Linked DNA regions of Nothobranchius furzeri: region 1 is linked to region 2. A link is a contact called in public Micro-C data. All regions are on one chromosome and are shown on one strand. Each heading gives the region's core, a stretch centred on a gene start, on an enhancer-like site or on the middle of the called end of the contact. The rest is flanking DNA. Distances are from core to core; before and after follow the strand shown.

Evidence for each region. Hi-C and Micro-C count contacts between places; a contact is called where the count stands out from the background.
Region 1: a contact with region 2 is called in a Micro-C map of tail fin, with 4 times the contacts expected there. The contact joins the enhancer-like site here to the promoter of LOC107382859 in region 2. A contact is called at or near these places in 2 of 2 Hi-C or Micro-C datasets (skeletal muscle and tail fin).

Annotation. Positions count from the first base shown.
Region 1 is chr7:50,980,985-50,984,615 of NfurGRZ-RIMD1, reverse strand. It overlaps atp8a2 (ATPase phospholipid transporting 8A2), which reads left to right. Exons shown (of 36, transcript XM_054751183.2): 4 at 366-464; 5 at 545-590; 6 at 816-856; 7 at 1,908-1,981; 8 at 2,254-2,323; 9 at 2,403-2,530; 10 at 2,654-2,765; 11 at 3,399-3,567. Among protein-coding and RNA genes, the nearest start is that of atp8a2, 21 kb to the left of the region's middle. Within about 2 kb of position 1,880, at least 2 of the 3 cell types and tissues checked have an H3K27ac peak or open chromatin away from gene starts, as enhancers often do. A contact at or near this core is called in tail fin, where this site is marked.
Region 2 is chr7:50,930,928-50,934,854 of NfurGRZ-RIMD1, reverse strand. It overlaps LOC107382859 (protein shisa-2), which reads right to left and starts at 1,500. Exons shown (of 2, transcript XM_015955198.3): 1 at 986-1,500. The coding sequence starts at 1,295. spice1 (spindle and centriole associated protein 1) reads left to right here and starts at 3,211. Exons shown (of 19, transcript XM_054751188.2): 1 at 3,211-3,472; 2 at 3,563-3,652. The coding sequence starts at 3,563.

The sequences.
Region 1 (3,631 bases), core at 631-3,130, 49 kb before region 2:
CTAGCACTGTCCAATAGCATGCAAAGACTGTTTGAAAGACAACTGTAGATTCTGTCCTCTGACTAATGGGTTGTGGCCAGAGTATAGGATAGCTTGCCAGGTTAGGCTCCTGTGTCATTTTGAGTCCCAACAGTTACATATGCTATGTAGAGGCAAAAGAATAGTTCTGAGGGTTTTTGGAGTTTATGACAATGGATATCATCATTGTAATTAATATTCAGCTTTTTCGTGTTTTCCCTTATTTGTTCGTGCATTTGTGTGGTTTGAATTTGAAAGACACGCTGAGAGAAATCCTGTCCAATATGAATCTCTCTAATTTCCAAATAGCTGTTTTTATTTGTGCTGTGTTCTTTTTTTCTCATCAGCAAATCCCCGACGTGTCACCGACCGGCCGCTACACCACGCTGGTCCCGCTCATCTTCATCCTCACTGTGGCCGGGATTAAAGAGATCATAGAAGACTATGTGAGCGGCTTTCTTTAACTCTGTAAAAGGACAGAGAGGGAGAGGGGCATCATGTGGATCTTTTTCCTACTTTGTTACAGAAAAGACACAAAGCAGACAACACCATAAACAAGAAGAAGACAACAGGTATGGCGAGAGTGCCCGTTAATGTCCATTAACTCTCTGCCGGGCTGCGCCTGCGTCTATTTGCTTGGGTTTTGTTTTCCTTTCATGACCGGATGAATGGCTGTTGTTTGTCTGTCAATATCGCTCGGGCCACTCGGACAAAAAGACAAAAGTTTAGAGGCCATGAATTGTGTATGAGTCCTGATGTGTAGGCTGACTGACGGCTGTGTTGTGTTTGTCTCTCAGTGCTGCAGAGCGGAGCGTGGCACACCATCATCTGGAAGCAGGTATCACTTTCAGCCCATAACGCTCATGTGCCTCGTCTCTGTTTCACAGTCGTATTTTAGTTGGAACTGAGTGCAGAAACGGGAAGTGCGGTATAATTATGGAATTGAAACGAGTAAAAGTTTTAAAGAATGGCTGCAGAACGAGAACGTTTCTATTTGAATGTGCTCATTAACGGCGCCCAGCTGCGTACGGCCACGCTCCATTAGGTTGAATCAAGTCAAATTTTAAGTCCTTGTTGTTTTGGTGACACGCTTGTTCATCAGACTTTGAGCTCATCTGTCTCGGGACAGGTGAGGGAATCAGTTCCAGCTCAACGTCTGTTTTTGAAGACGTTTTATTTCCCACCGGGTTTCTCTCTAATCTTTGCTTGGAAGATTTAAATTATGTACTTTTTTATATTTTAGCTATTGATATAAATGAACATGATTTTCCTTCTGTTTCATTTGTACAGAATAAAGTTAGCGTGAATTTTTCTGAATATTTAGATTTCCATTGGACCGATTATATTCTACCTGTTTTATTTGTGGACATTTTTAGGGAATAAAAAAACCCGCAGTAGTGTTTCGGTCCCTCTCGACGCAGCATGCTGCCTGTTTGAACTTGTTCACATGCTTTTCCCTTTTTTCTAATGACAGCGGGAGTTTTTTTCTGGTGTCTGAGAGTCAGAATGTGCTTTTTTCAGACATTCTGATGACGCTCTTCCACAGATTTGTAGTTGGGGTGTTTTTTTCCCCTCTGATTGTAAAGTGTGAACATCTCGTAAAATAAACACTTCTTCAGTTATTATTTCTTGTCTCCCCCCCCCCAGTGTAATATTTGTGCCTCGTTCTGGCTGGTTGGTTTTCCACTGCTGTGCTCTCTCTGTCACGTGACGTCACCACTCCTTTTTCCATCTGATGGCTGAATTCCTTCTAGGCACCGATTAACCTGCTTTTTGTGTCTTCTCCTCACCTCTCTAACTCTCTTTGACCCCTGACCTTAACCCCACCCCCTCTCACCCCTTCTGTTTCCCTCCCTGCTGCTGTTGCACTGCTGCTTCCTGGCCACCAGGTGGCGGTAGGAGACATAGTGAAGGTGACCAATGGCCAGCACCTTCCAGCTGACATGGTTATAGTTTCCTCCAGGTCAGACTCTGTTTTATGATTGTGCAAATGCATGAATATGTGTTTAATAATAATAACAACAATTATTAGCTTCGCATCACCTTTAAGTGGCCAACACTAATATCTAATAACTTATTGATATGATTGAACTTTTCTGTATAATTTCTGGACAAGTAGAAGCAAATTGTTCAATAATGAAATCCTTTAAATCAAGTAAAGTTTTGATAATTGCGCAAATCAAACCAACTCTTGATATTTTTGATGATGAATCTTATCGCTCGTTCTCTTTGCAGCGAGCCACAGGCCATGTGCTATATTGAGACCTCCAACCTGGATGGAGAAACCAACCTGAAGATCCGACAGGTACAACATGTTTCTCTGATTAAACTGGAACTCCACTGGGAATTTCAGCTCAGTTGCTTTCCTCTGTTTTTTTTTCCAGGGTCTCTCGCTCACCGCCGGCCTTCAGACCCTGGAGGATCTGATGTCTCTGTCAGGCCGTTTGGAGTGTGAAGGCCCCAACAGACATCTGTATGACTTCACCGGCACTCTCCGGCTAGATAACCAAAAGTGAGACACAAAGTTTCAGTTTTTGGTAGCAGCTTTACTCCCAGGGTTAAAAAAAAATATTGCTCATTAGTTTTTAGCCATTTTTAACACTTTTTAACCTATTTTTGTTATTTTCCTCAAAAGTCCAGTTCCTCTGGGTCCAGACCAGGTACTGCTACGTGGGGCTCAGCTCAGGAACACACAGTGGGTTGCGGGAATTGTAGTCTACACCGGCCACGACTCCAAACTCATGCAGGTAACTCTTGTCTGAATATGCAAAATTCCGATTTTAAAGAAAAACTATGCAGTTTTTCTTCCCTTTAGCACCCCCTAGTGTCGTTATTATTTCCCTGTTGTAAAACTGAAAGTGAAACTTATCTCGCTGTGCGTTCGTCTTTTTAACACTTTAATCTAACAGCTTAAATGTCTCTTCAGTCTTCATTAGTGTCTTCAGGAGTGATTCATCACTAAGTCTAACAAATCAGCTGTGTTCATGATCTAAAACATCCAGGAAACGTGCTGGAAGCTGACTGCAGCGCCAGGCATGTCAGCTCCACTTTATTAAGACTAACAGGGAGCGACCCGCCACTCTGAAGTTGCAAGTGAGATATTCTGGCCACAGAGGGCGGTGGGTTCTGAGTGACCTTTCATTAACCATGTAATGGGTCATTTTAGCACATACTGGCTCAAGAAGATGATTATTTTCAAAATATGAAAAAGTAGCATGAAATTAAAATAAAAGCCGTTTTTAAATAGATTTTTTTATTCAAGCAATTTTTGAAAAGCTTTAATTGAAATCCTTACATTCGCTGTTTTGATTGCTTAGCTTATTTATTTATGTTTTTACATCATGGCACTGTTGCTGGATTTTTATGCCTTTACCTTTCAGAACTCCACCAAGGCGCCGCTGAAGCGCTCCAACGTGGAGCGGGTGACCAACATGCAGATCCTGGTCCTGTTTGGGATCCTGCTGGTCATGGCGCTGGTCAGCTCTGTGGGGGCAGCGATCTGGAATAGAGAACACACAGACGAAGCCTGTTGGTACCTTTCCCGTGAAGGTGAGAGAACAAACACACGCCTCATGAGCATGGAGATGAGGAACCAGAGGAAATACTGATTTAT
Region 2 (3,927 bases), core at 251-2,750:
TCTCCTGTTCCCAAATACCACATGCTCCCTCATGTCGAGCACATTAATAGCTTCCTGCCTCGTTTCTGTGTATCGTTCTGAAATGATGGATGGGCTGCAAGGGCATGAAAAATGTACAAAATGCACAAGTTGGTTTCACGTTTAAACACTTCCTCTGCTGTTGGTGAGAGAAAAGCTGCAGCTTGGGGTAAATGTTGGCTGGAGGCCACTGGGTGGAATGTATATATCCCTTCCTGTGGTGATAAGGTGTGATGGCAACAAATGACAGATTATTGCATTGTGGCTGCAGAAAAAACATGAAACAAGCCATTGTCATGTCAAATATTTGCTTCGTTTTTTTTTTTTTTTTTTTGTTTTTTTTTTGTTAAAAGAACATATGATGCTTCAAATGCTTCATGGAAGATTGAGAAAGTTTGAGGGGCCAAACTGGAGGAGGGGAGGGATGTGTTGTCAACTGATCCACGACACAAGCAGAAAAATGCAGGTTTTTGAGAATTATGTAATCTGTGTGACTCTGATAGAGCCCACAGACACCAGAGCTGCTCATTTAAGAGCTGGACTGTCAGCGCCAGGAGTGCTCCCAACAAGATCCGGTCAAGTCCAAATTTGATCCCCGTGGGGCCAGCATGCATGGCTCTCTCCGTTTTGCACTGTTACAGAACAAACACAGCTATTTATAAAGCGCAGCAGCGGCGTGGCACAATTTGCCATTTGTGAGTGGGGCTAAGTGGACTTTAGGAGCCTCCTGGCTCCTGAGCAGCTGTCGTTGCCAAGGGGGGAGGCGAGCAGCAGATGAACCCTTTGACAGTGAGACACAATCCCAAAGAAGACAGAAAACAGCATCATAACTTGAAGCTTATGGAAAAAACTTAACATTTAGGGTTACGTTTGATTCTAAGTTGGGTGCTTTTTACGCACGGTGTTTGGAAGTTTTTTAATCATTCATAACTTAATAAATCATCAGTGGAGGTTATGGGGGCTCTACCTGCTCGAGAGTCCTTGTCTGTGCTCTCTGCCCCGGTCTCCTGCGGCTGCCGGTCGTTCTCACAGCTCCCCTGATCCAGCCGCGCGTCCGCGCTGGCGCAGCAGTAGCGCAGCTCGCATTTCCCGCAGCAGATGATCGCGTCCTCCGCGTCGATCTTCTCCGGACACTGGAATCCTTCCTTCCAGGCGCCCTGAGAGTCCTGCCAGCCGTGGCAAAACTCCCCGCTGGCCTTCACGTCAATAAGGAGCAGAGTCAGAACCACGGTGGCTCCCCACATTCTGGGCCAGGTAGCCGCGGCGCGCTGGAGCATTTCCCCGCGCCGAATCCGGCAAGGTTAGAGGTGATTTTTTAGGCTGGTTCGGTAAAAGGGCTTTTGGGGATGAAGCGAGAAAGCAGTAGATCTCTCAGAGGTAGTCATTTGTTAGAGAATTCCTGTGCGTAAATCAGATGCGAAGTTTCCAAAAGGGTAAAGCGCGAGCGTAACCGATATTCCAGCTGTTATCCAAAGCTCTGGTGAATCCAAACACTAACGGGATTCCCGCGGCACCGCAGCGCGGCTGCTCATGCCTCCTCTCGGTGCTTCAAATGACCCGCAGAGAAACCAGCGCGTGAAGCCTGATCCGTGCAGGACACACAGCTGCTGTCTGCGCCTGTCCCGTGCGTAAAGATAAGTTTTCCAACCTTTTCGGCAACCCGGTCCGCATTGTTCAGCTTCCAGACGTGTCTCCCTGCTGCCTGTCCGGTGAGACTGCAGCGCTCAGTCTGTCCAGGTTGGTTTCAGGATGAGAGGGGCGTGTGGGACAGAAACACACCTCACTGAGTCAGATTAACGGGATCCCGTTATGGATGTGATTCAACTTCCTATTCAAAGTCTGAAAATCTAGAAAAGAGGAGCTACACTTTTTCTGGCATTTATTTGGTCAAATATACAGAATTTTTAAATTTCTGAGGACTTTTTTTTAACTTTCTGAATAAAACAAAATATTGAAAAACTGGATGTTTGAATAAAAAAAGTTAACATTTTATACATTATTATTACTTTAATTGATCCGCATTTCCCCAGTTAAATGAAACGTGCAGAAATATCATGATTTCATTGATTGTTTTGGGACATTAAATACTTTTAGTGTGGTCTCAACCAAAAACTGTTATTTATTATCCTTTTTCTGACAAATTATATTACTGGAATCATTTGGGAATGATTTCCCAATTGGATTGGAAATCCTTTCCACTTTATTAATAGTCATTTAAACATAAAAACAGTTGCATTGTTCCAGTTTAACAATTTAAAATGATCCTGTACAATAAAAAACTTGCATAATTTCTAAGTTCAATAAATTGACAAAAGTCTGCAAACATTTTGCTGGAAATGCAAAACAAGTTACGAATAAACATTACAAAAAAATGTGCAAAAATGTTGAAATTCCATCCATCCATCCATCTTCTGAAACGCTTTTTTTGGGGGGGGGGGGGGGGGGGGGGGCTATCTCCAGCAGTCAACGGGTAATTATGTTGAAATTCCAGTAAGTCTATTAGTAAAACAGTTCTGGACATCCTTAGCATGCTCCAGATCCGTTAGTTTCGAAATCTAAAATTACCGTTTTATCTCAAGAGTGTTTACAAATGTAATCTGAATGATTTTAGCTGTTAGCAGATGTCAGTTTTTTTTGGTGCAATAAAAGTTTTTGGTTCTCTGAAATTCAATGCCCTTTAGTCTGATAAATACAAGCAGCGCTATCTAGTGGCGCTTTACTACACGTGCACCATTGCAAAAAAATCAAATAATTATCACATTTATTTATTTGTTTGTTTGTTCATTTTATTCGTTTATTTTTACGTATTTACTTTTTAGTCTGTGATTGACGACAATACAAAACGACCCATTAAATAAACAAATTAAAAGTGTTTTCCATAAATTCTTGTCTCTTGCCTTTTTACAGCTAGAAAAATGCCTTTGTGGTAAGCAGATTTATCATATAAGAGTGCCACAGGATTTTCTACGCAGCTGTTAAAAAATGTCACTTTTCACATATCGGCAGAGCTATTTGGCACTTTAAAAATTCATCTAACTTCTTTTATCTTAATTCATCTAACTTCTTTTATCTTGAAACCGTTTTTTTAAACAACAAACAAGCTCTACTTCAGTTCATTAAATCCTCAAAGAATTAAATTAATTGCAATAATTTTATACATTTTGGGAGAAAGCGCAAGAAAAATGTTCAATGTAGTTAACGAAATGAACAGAAGGGGGCAGCAAAACGAAAAGAAGAAGAAGAAGAAGAAGAACCTAGCTGCAGCCGCAGGAGGAGGAGGAAGAAGAAGAAGTCATATCCATGGAAACAACACAAGAAGTGGCGCGAGACTGAAATTTTTAACTGCTGGAGCCTCTGACACCGTCAGCTGCGGCTAATTTGGGCTTGTTCCACAGAAGTGACGCAGTTTCAGACATGCAGTGAATTTTTAGCCCAGACGCTCATCTCTACTTGGGTAGTTTACCAGGGGTGTTTAGTTTGGTTTGGTTACTGCGCCATTTGTTTTAGTTCTCGGTGTTTTAGCCTTGTTGTTGCCTGTTATCAGATGTCTTTAGCCAGAGGTAGCCGTCCTCAACCACAGGGCAAAGGAAAGAAGCCTGTACGTCAGAAGAAGGCTCCCAAAAAAGACTGGGTGGTGAGTATTTGGGTGTTGTGCCGATATGTGTTACCCCGTCGAAAACGGTTCTTCCACTCGCTTTCTGGGTGTTTCCTCTGTTACAAAAGTACAAACTTTGGCGTTGAAGGATGAGATTTTCTGTAATATGAGTAAGTTGTTTGTAATAAACGTGTTGGCTTATTTTCTGGCTGATAATGGTGATATTCAGCCACTCAGATATGTTGAAAACAAATCTAAAAGTAGACGCAAAGCAGTCAAGTTTCTAGGTGTTTTCATCAGTTTATGGTAAACAA